Regions from separate parts of the Mus musculus genome. Here regions 2, 3 and 4 are each linked to region 1. Evidence: chromatin contacts called from public Hi-C and Micro-C data. All regions are on one chromosome and are shown on one strand. Each heading gives the region's core, a stretch centred on a gene start, on an enhancer-like site or on the middle of the called end of the contact. The rest is flanking DNA. Distances are from core to core; before and after follow the strand shown. Region 1 holds the start of Opn3 (opsin 3). Region 2 holds the start of 1700056E22Rik (RIKEN cDNA 1700056E22 gene). Region 3 holds the start of Pogk (pogo transposable element with KRAB domain). Region 4 holds the start of Uap1 (UDP-N-acetylglucosamine pyrophosphorylase 1).

Region 1 (2,700 bases), core at 125-2,624:
AAGATCAAGTCAATAGTAAATTATCAATGTGTTTTTAAGGTTTGTGAAAGGGACTTTAAGCCTTAAGAAATATCCATTTCTATTTTAAATCGTTATACAAACAAAATCCCTAGGGGACACACACACACACACGTTTTTCCCAGGCTTAGAATACTGGATCAGTCAACCTTCAACCTGTCAATTCTCAATATAAATCTTCAAGAAAGCAACAAGTTCTACTTCAATTAAATGTACTGGCTGCCCTGCTAATTATGAGTTGGACTCCTTTGCGCCATTTGTAACCTCTGGTGTGACAGAACCTATGTACAGGAAATTAAAAAAAAAAAAAAGTCTCATCCCCTAGGAAGCATTCAACTGTTTATAATTGCTAACGAGTGAAAGGGGGTAAAATACTGCGTTATTTAGGATTCTACATGTCATTCTGAGGAACAAATACTAAATTTGTGAATTAAATCTCTCCTTGTTCTCGCCTCCACTGTTCAGGAGTTGACTTTTTTCTTGCATCTCTTGACTCTACAGGGCCTCATTTCTTTCTCCCTCTGTAAAGTCCACTGTGAGCTGCCCTGTTGAGAGCTACAGTAGGAAGTAAAAATAGATGAGGGGAAATAAGATGGCCAGCGGCAGGGAGACTTTGGAAAGTGCTACAGAGGCAGGAGGGGCTGGGGTTGGTGACTGGCTGGGAAGAAGGGTGTGTAAATCCAGGCAAGGAGGGAAACAGAGTTGGGGATGAAGACCAGATGAAAGGGAGAAGGGAGGCGAGGGTTGGGTATCTAAGGGAGGTTCTCGAGGAGAGAGAGGGAGTTGTGGGTGATGACTGGCTATCAGGGACGATCCCGGGGAGGACGGAGGCCCAGAGCTGATGTACCCGGGGGAAAGTTGAGAGGCAAGGAGAACGCGTCCCGGGCGACTCACCAAAGAGGCTGCCGCTAAACCCGTCCCACGCGCAGCCCACGGCGTCCCACACCCAGCCGTTCCGCAGGCACGACGCGAAGGTGAAGGTGACTCCGAACAGGGATACCAGCAGGTCGCCCAGGCTCAGGTTGACCAGGAAGAGGTGGGTGGGCGTGCGCAGTCTCGGGAACTTGGAGTAGAGAAGCAGCACCAGCAGGTTGCCGCCGACGCCCAGCAGCGCGAGGCAGCCGAGTAGCAGCGCCAGGCGCTCGTACGCGGTGGGGCTGAAGAGAGGCGCGGGGCTCCGCGTGCCCGCCGGTGCTGCGCCCTCGGCGCCCGCCCCGTCCTCCCAGTAGCCCTGGTCGCCACTACGGTTCCCCGAGTACATGGCCCGACGCCGGCGCGCCGTGAGAGAGAGGGCTCGGTGAGCCGGGCGGCCCGAACAGGGTGGATCTCACGCTCTGCGGGCCGCTCAGGCCATTGTGCCCGGGAGCCGCGCCAGGCCCGCCCAACCCGCGCGCACCCGAGGCCCCGCCCTTCGGTGCTAGGACCCCGCCCCACCGCATGAAACTCCGCCCTCCTAGCGTTCTTGCTATCCCACCCTCCCGCGTGGGTCCCGAGCCCCACTAGCTAGCACTTGCAGTCCCTCCCACGGGACCTCCCTGGAGGCCACGCCCTTCTACCTTGCGGCCTCATCCATACGGCAGCCGTTTTGGCCCCGCCCTCCTAAGACTCTTCCGCAGTCTGGCCTGCGGCTCCTCCCTCCCGGAATCTCCTGTTACCCCGCCCTCTGACTCACACCCTTGGCCCCGCCCTCCGGCATACAGCTCCGCCTTCTTAGAACCTCTGACCGCGCCTCTGAGCTGTGGCCCCGCCCTACTGCTTTAGCGGCCCGCCCCTTTTCCCCCCTCCCACCTCCCGGGCGCGTTCCCGCCCAGCAGAGGTGAGTTTCAGAGACCAGTGAGCTCTTGCTCTGCTTCCTTCACCCTTAAGCCGAGGTGGAAACCTGAACAGACTGTACAGAAAAAAAGAGAAAGTAAACTCCCTTACGGAGGTAAATTAGCCACAGCGGATCCTCACAGCCCTCAACGGACTCTAAAGCATCTCGTCCATTCACCCGTTAAGTCACTCACCCTAGCATACACTCATTCATAAATATTTATGAACGCCTGCGCTTAACTCAGTTAAGCATGCTGAATGAAATACTCTCTTTCCTGGGAAGCTATAATAACACCCACCCCCACCTCATACACCCAATAGAAAGAAAACAAAACACTGAAATGCCCGAAGTAGAGCGCCAGCGAAATGATCTCATAAACAGGGAACCTGACGTTAAAAACAAACAAACAAACGCAGCAGGCTGAGTCTCAACTACCTTAGAGCTGGAAGATATGTCCCAGCGTTTATGACAGTGTTCTGAGCTGCCACTCTCAGAGCCCCAGAATAAGGAAGGAAATAGCATCAGAGTGACACCCAAGTCACCCTTCCACTGGATCCCAAGCCTTCTCAGTCTGCAGTAGGTACACCTGATACACAATCCAGTCCAAATGCTTCTCTGGAGGTGATCTCTTGAGCAGTGCCCCGCCCCCTAAGGCTTCAATCCAAATCTAGCAGGTATAGAGAGGATATATTTAGAACAGCACGCATTTTCCACTGGACCTTTCCCCAGCAGCAATGCAAATATAGAACAAGTCAAATATAGATTGTGAACGTCACTTCTTTAGGCCTGCTTTCTCTGTCTCCACTGCAGTCCCCAACGACTACCCACGAGAGGAAAATGTCCCGAGCTGCATGCACCTGAAGATGTCA
Region 2 (2,700 bases), core at 178-2,677, 8.3 Mb after region 1:
ACAGACAAGCATCAGACCTAATACCTAGAACTCAAACCGTAAATGGGAACCCCAGCAGTAAATATTCAGGGATATAGATAACCTACAAAAGTGCTCTGGGAAATTCTTTTCTGGGTTCCACGGAAAATGCGCACAGCCTACCTCCTCCACTAGCCTGATCCTGCTAATCCTCAAAGATCTAAGGACCAAAGGGTGCGACCTGGACACTCGTGTGCAGACATTCGGGTGTGGGTGCTGTGTATTTGGGTGTGTAGACAGAATGGGGCTAAAGAAAATCCTTTTCCAACCCCAGTGTGCACTTGTGTAGAAGTGCTCAACTCAAGGGAGATCATGCTGAATCGACAGAGCTAGTCAGCGAAGGTGATGATGGTTGGACACCTTATGATCCTAGATCAACAGCAATGGTGAATGTCTGGGGCCTAAAGCAAACGCCTCCCATCATTAAGGACATCTGAACCTGCCACGGAGCTGATAATGTTTTATTCCACTTCAATTACTTCACATTTTGGTCTTCCTCTCTGAGGGGGTAGGGAGGTATAAAAAGCTCTATTGCTTTAGGATTCTTTAACGCAACTTCATCACAGTTCATCTGGGCTTTTCCACTCCTTTGAATTCCAGGGTCATTCTTCTGTACCTTCCCTGATATTTTTCTGGCAAGGCGCTAGCAGGCTTGCTCAGCTTCCCACTTCTCTTCACCGGTGACATACCCCGACCAGTAGTGACCCCTCTGATGGACAAAGTTCGGGGAATCGGGAGAGCTGGCGTGGGCCCTTCCATGCTCCTCAAGCGCCGCTCATTCTGGCTGTTCAACCCGAGCTCTGGCTCCTTCCCGCCGGCGCTTGCTGTTCCAGGCTGGCGCTCCTTGGCTCGCCGAGGGCCCTGCGCCACTGAGGGCCGGGGGCGGCCCAGCACCGGGGGGCGGATGGACTGCGGGCTCCAAAACATCGCACAGGGGGAGGTGGCCGCGGGAGAAGCGGGGACCGCGTTGGGAGGAGGTCGGTGCCTGGGCTGCGGGGCTTGTGGGGCGTTCGGAGGGCCCGGCCACGCCCAGCTCTGCGGGACGGCGCCCACGCTGCCCTTCAACACCGGCCCCCAGTGGCTGCTCTCACAGAGCCAGGCGTCCTCCTCCGAGTAGCTCTCCGGAGTGCCGCCTTCGGGATCGGAGTCGGGCTCCTGAGAACAGGTTGGGGACGGCGGAGGAGTGACAGGGTCACGGAAGTAGGGGAACAAGAGCACGGCGCGCAGCCGCCGCGCGGGAGAGCAGTAGGGCAGCCGGAGGGGCAGCGACATCTGCGGGCCGGGCCAAGCGGGGCTGCGGGGAGGCCGGCCCTGTGCACGCTCACGTCCCGCGCGGCGCAGCCACAGCCATGGAGGGACCCGGCTTCGAGTCGTCTCCGGCCTGGGGAAAGTTGGATGGACACTCCACCTGGAGTCAAAAGGCGGAATGGAGACCCCGCGAGGCTGATGTCCTCAACAGGGGGCGGGGGAGGGTCAGAAGAACCAGTTTCAGCCGGAGCGACCAGAGCAAGCCATTGACACTTCAGTCCCAGGAAGGGTTAACCGCGTCCTGCTGCCTAGGTTTACATGTAAATAGAGAGCCGCTGCTCCAAGCGGGCCCGGGCTAGCACTTTTAAGTTTTTGATTGGTTGCCAATGACATCACCACCCGCGCGTTCTAACACACCAAACCCACTAGCGGGTCCGAGCCGGCCTCCCTCCCAAGGCGAGGCCTCGCCCCTTTCTCCGCCCTCCTCGGCTTCTTATTGGTCAGAGACCACTGTGATGTAGCGGGCGGCAGCCTCTGGGTCTTCATTGGCGTATCGCGCCGTCGCTCGGAGGCAACCCCGCCCCCTCCAAAGCTTACATTTACGCTGTAGCAAAAGAGAAAGTAACTCTGTGTTGCTGCTGGGGATCAATGAAGCTGAGTGAATGGGGGCGCACTGCGCGAGCGCATAGCTGGAGCGGGCGCCAGATGGTAGAGGGCTACGCTTATTGATGAAGTAAGTGGAAGACATCACGGGTCACTCAGAGCCGGAGGGTGGAGGGTTCCGTGTGTGTGTGTGTGTGTATGTGTGTGTGTGTGTGTGTGTGTGTGTGTGTGTGTGTGTGAGTGAGAGAGAGAGAGACAGAGACAGAGAGACAGAGAGAGAGAGAGACAGAGACAGTGTCAGAGAGACAGAGACGGACCTACGTCAGGTAAGGAAGATCCTAAGGTTTAGTCTTTTGGCTCTGCTTGCCCTGGGATGAAGAGGGGAAATGAGTTTTGGTTTGGTTAAGATGCTTTATGGCAGTTTTCAAAGCCCAAGGCTTTGCTCATGATGCTCAGTGGTGGCACGGAATAGGGATGCTACGTGCCCCAGGAGTGGGGAAGGAGCATTCTTTAAGCACTTGGTTTTTCTTCAGTCCCTGTTAGTGGTGGAAGGAAGATTAGCGAGAAAGGGGGTAGGGGGTTCGTGCTATTTTTGTGGGAGGTTTCCCGGGCCAGACTGGCTTTGGAGCTATCTGCTGCAAGGATGCAGATCTCAGTGCGCTCTGTGCCCGTGTGTGAGCAGCAGCACAGTGAAGAGGTACCGGTCCCAGCCTGTGTCTCTGGAAAGTCGTTCCCGGGTTCTCCTCCTAGGGAATAGGCTACTAATCCTGGATGTCCCCTTACCAGGTAGCAAAATAGCAAAGACTTTGACTGCATTCATGTTCCAGCTGG
Region 3 (2,735 bases), core at 14-2,513, 9.3 Mb before region 1:
CAGTGGGAACTAGTCTGTGAGAGGGCGGCTCAGGCACACACACACACACACACACAAACCTGTTTAGGTCAAAGCACTGTCTGCTTCCAGCTGGAAGGAAGGGGTTCAGAAAGGTGGCTGGCTTATTTAATTATTACAGAGGCTGAGGGCAGATAATTTATCTGGCTAACTTCAAATATTTAAAGAGCCCCCTGTGGCACGGAGACCAGAGTAGTTTTCACAGAGCCTCTGTGCAGAAGGGCAGAACTTAGAACAGTGGGTAAATATCCCGGGAAGAGGTTTCAAACAGCTCAGTGATGGGCAGAAGTTCCCACTGCCAGGACTGTTTGAGCACGGAATCAGGACCAGAGGAGGGCGGTGCTGATTTGCTACCACATCAAAGTATCTCAGCCTAGATAGGAAATTTAAATAGTTAGCCCAAAATAGTTATCACCTGGGTTTTCCAGATTCATAGGCGCTGTCCACAAGCTACTTCAGAAACTTAACAGTTTTTCTGCCTCAAAGGACCTCCCAAAGCCAAGTCCATGATGCAGAGAGGGGCGTGCCTGGGTGGCAGAGGCCAACCCAAACCTGGCTGGACTTCTCCTCGCCTCTGGGTCGCAAATCCTCTCTATTCGAAGCCTCCTCAGGCTGGTACAAAGAGGTTCCCCAGAAGAGACTGCGGGCAGCTGCTGGGTATGCAGAGAGTGTGCATCTGTGAGCTCCATTTCCCGGGACTTCCCAAGCAAGGATCTTCCCGGAGTTCAGAGTCAGCTTCTTCAATGTTTCTGGGGTGGGTGGAGGCATGGGGAGGTAGGAACACTCGTGAGGTCACAGGAGTCCCGGGACCTGAACTTGGCCGCGGCCTGTGCCCAGCTGCGGGGCGGGTGGTGGGAGGGGCCGGCACGAAGGTGCTCGCCGCCGCCCTTGCCCGCTCCAGCCATCTTGTCCAACCCTCTCCCGCCACCCCCGCCCACCACTAAGGTCCTCGGTCCACCTGCGGGGCGGCGACAGCCCACGCCGCCTACCTCCCCGGCCGGCCCGCAACAAAGGCGGCGGCGGAGGCGACACTGCCACCGGCGGCCCCCGCCCCACCGTGGCCCAGCCTCCTCCGCCGGCCTCGAGGACGAGCCGCCCGGATCCCGCAGCCCGCGCGCACTCACCCCGGCCGAGCGGGCGGCGTCGCCGCAAAGGGCGACGAAGGCTGTGGCCCGGCATTCACCGCGCCATCGTCTCCACCGCTCCCGCCGCCCCAGCGCGGCCCCTCGGGAGGGAGCGAGGACACGTGGTGGGAGGGGAGGGGTGGGCGGAGCCCAGGGTGTTAGGGGCGGGCTAGGGGCGGTGACGTCAGCAGGTCTCGGCGGCGCTTCCGGCGACCTCGGTGCTTCGAGCCGCGTTAGCCCGGTGGCTGGCTCACTTGCGGCCGCCGAGGTGGGCATTTGCTCGGAGGAACACCGCAGCCTTTCCGCTCAGGCATCCAGAAATGCTCTGTGCGCGGAGGGGTGACCGGGCTCATCGTTCTTGTTCTGTCCAGAACGCTGATCCAAGCATACCAAGAAGCGAACTTGAAGATTTTTGTAGTATTGCCCTTTAACTCCCAAGCATGTAGTTTCCTGGGCGTAGTAGGTGTGAAGAAGTTTTTTCGAGTTGTTTGCCCACAGCTCTGTGGAGAATATAGCAACCATGTTCCAGGAGACCTCGAAAATCTTCTTATTTCAGAAAAAGATTCTACAGTCGGAGATCTGTTTGGACCTTGTTTAAACAAACACCACACACACACACACACACACACACACACACACACACACACACACACACACTTCATACTTATTGAAAATACTAAAAGATTGAGTTCAACTTGGGGGTTGGTGATTTATAGCCAAGGAGAGGAAGGGGTGTGGATGTCAAGAGTGTGGATAATTACTAAGAGGAATTATCAAAGATTGAGGGATTCTTGCTAAACCCACTAAACTGGATTCTGGTTGAAAGCAGACCAGGGTGATCAGATAACAAATGTGCTAAACTGACTTAGGATTCTTGCTTAAATAAGGCTGGGCAAGCAGAGGTGGGGGTGGGGAGCACGGCAGCAGAGGCAGCTCAGGAGAGGGTTCAAGAGCCTGTGGTTAAGAAAAGAATCGTTTTTAAAAATCAAAATATTATTTTAAGTAATATGTGCATGGGTATGTGCTTATGCCTGAAGGCTAGAGTCATGGGATACCACTGTGTTGGAGTTACAGGTAGCTGTGAGCTGCCTGATCGGGGTGCTGGAAACTAAGCTCTGATCCTCTTCAAGAGCAGTGCACTTAACACCCGAGCTGCCTTTACAGCCCCCAGGAGAAGCTGTTGTTAAACATTTTACTTTAAACTTATTGCTTCTGTTCACTAATGTGTGTGTAAGCACAAATGCCAAGGCATAGATGAGCTGTGCTTTTTAATACATATAGTACGACACAGAAGACTCACTCTTGAAATGTTGTTATGGCTGACAAGAGCAAAGAGCAATGATGGCTTAATCACTGCACAGAGATTATTGATATATTGAAAGAGAAGGTTAGGATTCCTTTGTTGTTTTAATGGATAGCTCTTTTGATGTATATATTTATTTATTTTTTTAAGAATCAGGAATGGTGGCTTAAATTAATTGATATTCTCATTTTTAACTTTGCTGAGGGAAATGGCAGTTTCCATTGCAAAAGTGAGAAGGTTGTCAGGAAGAGAGCAGAGGGTGCTGGGCCATTGTTGACACCTTCTCTCAA
Region 4 (2,700 bases), core at 116-2,615, 5.5 Mb before region 1:
TGGATCAACATACCCAACAAACCATTATCAAACATGCCTTTATTAGAATTTAAATGCCACATTAAGGACGTCCAGTATTTCCCAATTCCACCCCCACCTCTGCTGCTATATGTCCTCAGGGTGGGTTAGTAAATCGCTTTGGGGGGTGGGGGTGGGGTGGGGGGGACACATGGAGCCAGGCAGTGGCGGTACATATCTTTAAGGTAAATGGATCTCTGAATTCTGGGCCAGCCAGGTCTACAGAGTGAGTTCCAACAACCAAAGCTACACAGAGAAACCCTGTCTCGGAAACAAACAAACAAACAAACGAAACAGGAAAAAAGAGGGGAGGGGAGGGGCTGGGGTGGGGGTGGGGAGGAATGGTACTGAGACTGACTTGAGTCCTAACCACTAACTAACAGGACAGACTATGAAGTCTTTTCCCTCAGCCAAGTGAGTCAACTAATAACGAAATGGATAAATGCTTTTGGTTTGCTGCAAACTCTTGGATCCAAGCCCAGTGAACTTCACCTCCAAGTCCTTAAACTTGTGCCTCTCATAAATGCATGATCATTACCATCGGATATCAGATCTCATAGTATGCCGATGAAGGCCAGTCAGCCTTCACACCAAACTTTTAAAAAATCTTCTAGAGCATATGTGTGCTCTCAGCCTCACCGTTCCTCCAGTCCAACTGAGGGGAAAACCCTGAAATCTGAACCTCTCTCACTATCAGTATCAAGCGAAGGCAAGCGGGTCCTGTGCTAGTCACATCCCCCATTGGGATCCACTGTCCTGGTCGGAACTATCAATTCTTACCCTCGTGGGTTCAAAACACCCCAACGCGCTTTCCCAACAGTAACAGCGATCACTTATTCCCACCGGTGAACCCCAGAAGTGGCACAACTATGCCCGGGCCCTAGCCTGAAACCCTCCTGGCTCCTCTTCCCCCAACTCAAAAACAGCGCTGACAAGCGCCGGGAACTCCATCATCACCCAAGCCTCCTCCCTCAGGTCTCCCCCAAGACCCTCCGCGCGCGCATCCCCGCCCCGCCGCGACACAGCCCACGCCTCTCCGGAGCTCCGAGCAGCGGACGCCGAGCAAGGTGCGGCAACGCGTAGCCGGGTCCCCGCGCTAGGCATGGGAGCGCGCGCGTGAAGGGGGTCCCTACCTCCCTCGACAATCCCGCGGCTCCTTCGGCTCGGCTACTCGCCCGTGTCCCGCGCCCGCCTGGAATATATACTGTCATCCGAGGGGCCGGGGCGGCGGGGCGGGCCACGAGCAGCGGCCGAGGGGAGCGCGGGCCCCGGCCACCCGGCCCCTCCCGCCGCGGTGAGTGGCTGCGGCCCAGGGGCGGAGCGGAAGCCTGCCGGCCCGACACGTCAGCGACCGAGAACAGCCAAAGGGGCGGGCACCGGCGACAGGAAGGAGGAGCCTCTTTACGTCACTCAGACTCTTGCCCAATAGGATGGCCAAGGATCCTGTCAGTCTGTGGTACCGCCCCCCACGCACTAGCAGGGGCGGGGCCGGCTACGCGCGCGGCTTCGCGGGGAGGTGAGGCCAGGCGCCACCTTAAGGACAAACTGCAGGGCGGGTCCTCTCGGTCACCCGGGGCGGATCAGAGCGCCTGGTAGGGAGCGCGGCGCTGGCAGTGAGTCTTCAAGTGACGGATTTCCGAACGCCCACGGGTGTGGTTGGGAAAGACCCGCCGGTTTCTAGGCAGAGATCCCTCCAAGGCAGGCCTGTGACCTTAAGCTAGCTGATTTTGTCTCTAATTCTCCACATACCTGTTTGCCAGTGACCCGGGCTTCCTCTGCCATTGTCTTCGGAGTCTCTTGGGTGTCGACACAGCCGGGTTGCCTTTTGCACAGCGACTAGTGAACGAAATGCAATCAAAAGGGATTAGATGACCCGAGGCCATGCAAAATGTGCCAGTCAGGGAGAACCGGCCCAGAGAGCAAGAACTTAGCTAGGAGAGGAGAGCTAAAATTCAACTGTCCTGTTACAGCATAGGCAGCAGATGTGCATGTGCAGGCTATAATCTCAGTGTTATGAAGTTGCATTTATATTTAGAGCTATTATGTTGGGTTTTTGCAGGTTTTGAAACGAGAGTCCAATTTGTTGAGATGTCAAAAGCAACTAAATTTAACATATCAGGATGTTTTCCATCAGGTGGATAGGCTTCCTCATTTTACATTTTCAGTGTTTTCTTAGTCATTCTTGCGTATTCATTTTTAATCCAGACTTTACTATCAATTTATGTCATTTAGAAATATCATTTAACAAGGGGTATCATTTGTAAATAAAAACGTAGTTGCCCATCTGTTAAGGCACCTTTGTGGCTTTGAGAGATTAGATGGATAAACAGCTTGGTGGAACAGGATCAAGGAAGGACATGATATATTATTAGCAGTATTTGCTTGGCCTTAGCCTTGCATGCTCTCTGGAATCCTGTCAGAACGCCACGTCGCCTGAGAAGCTGTAAATGGCACCCACAGTGCTGTTGATAGTGGTAGGTGTGCCTTCCTGGAGCAAGACTAACAACACGGGTGTGTTCTCTAGTTTTCATACTTCCAGCTTGGAAAGTACCGAGTCTTAAGTGAAGAATTCAGAGCCTGCCCACAATGGGGTTGCCCAGAATCTCTTGACCTTCTTTATGTGTGCAAGTCCCTGGGGTAGAAGCATTCTCTTAGAAAGAAATTGGCGGCTACAGCAGTCAA

What was found. A called contact is a pair of places that touch in the nucleus more often than the background predicts.
Region 2: a contact with region 1 is called in a Micro-C map of embryonic stem cells, with 11 times the contacts expected there. The contact joins the promoter of 1700056E22Rik here to the promoter of Opn3 in region 1. A contact is called at or near these places in 2 of 484 Hi-C or Micro-C datasets (embryonic stem cells and rod photoreceptor).
Region 3: a contact with region 1 is called in a Hi-C map of B cells, with 5 read pairs. The contact joins the promoter of Pogk here to the promoter of Opn3 in region 1. A contact is called at or near these places in 2 of 484 Hi-C or Micro-C datasets (B cells and CD4 T cells).
Region 4: a contact with region 1 is called in a Hi-C map of CD8 T cells, with 9 times the contacts expected there. The contact joins the promoter of Uap1 here to the promoter of Opn3 in region 1. A contact is called at or near these places in 4 of 484 Hi-C or Micro-C datasets (CD4 T cells, CD8 T cells and regulatory T cells).

What each region holds. Positions count from the first base shown.
Region 1 is chr1:175,691,258-175,693,957 of GRCm38.p6, forward strand. Opn3 (opsin 3) reads right to left here and starts at 1,375. Exons shown (of 4, transcript NM_010098.3): 1 at 913-1,375. The coding sequence starts at 1,279. It overlaps Gm39707 (a long non-coding RNA gene), which reads left to right and starts at 1,789. Exons shown (of 3, transcript XR_865748.2): 1 at 1,789-1,834.
Region 2 is chr1:184,032,571-184,035,270 of GRCm38.p6, forward strand. It overlaps 1700056E22Rik (RIKEN cDNA 1700056E22 gene), which reads right to left and starts at 1,428. Exons shown (of 1, transcript NM_028516.1): 1 at 462-1,428. The coding sequence starts at 1,290. The coding sequence ends at 586. It overlaps Dusp10 (dual specificity phosphatase 10), which reads left to right and starts at 1,811. Exons shown (of 4, transcript NM_022019.6): 1 at 1,811-1,999.
Region 3 is chr1:166,408,565-166,411,299 of GRCm38.p6, forward strand. It overlaps Pogk (pogo transposable element with KRAB domain), which reads right to left and starts at 1,264. Exons shown (of 6, transcript NM_175170.4): 1 at 1,143-1,264; 2 at 434-767. The coding sequence starts at 452.
Region 4 is chr1:170,173,599-170,176,298 of GRCm38.p6, forward strand. It overlaps Uap1 (UDP-N-acetylglucosamine pyrophosphorylase 1), which reads right to left and starts at 1,366. Exons shown (of 11, transcript NM_001305045.1): 1 at 1,152-1,366.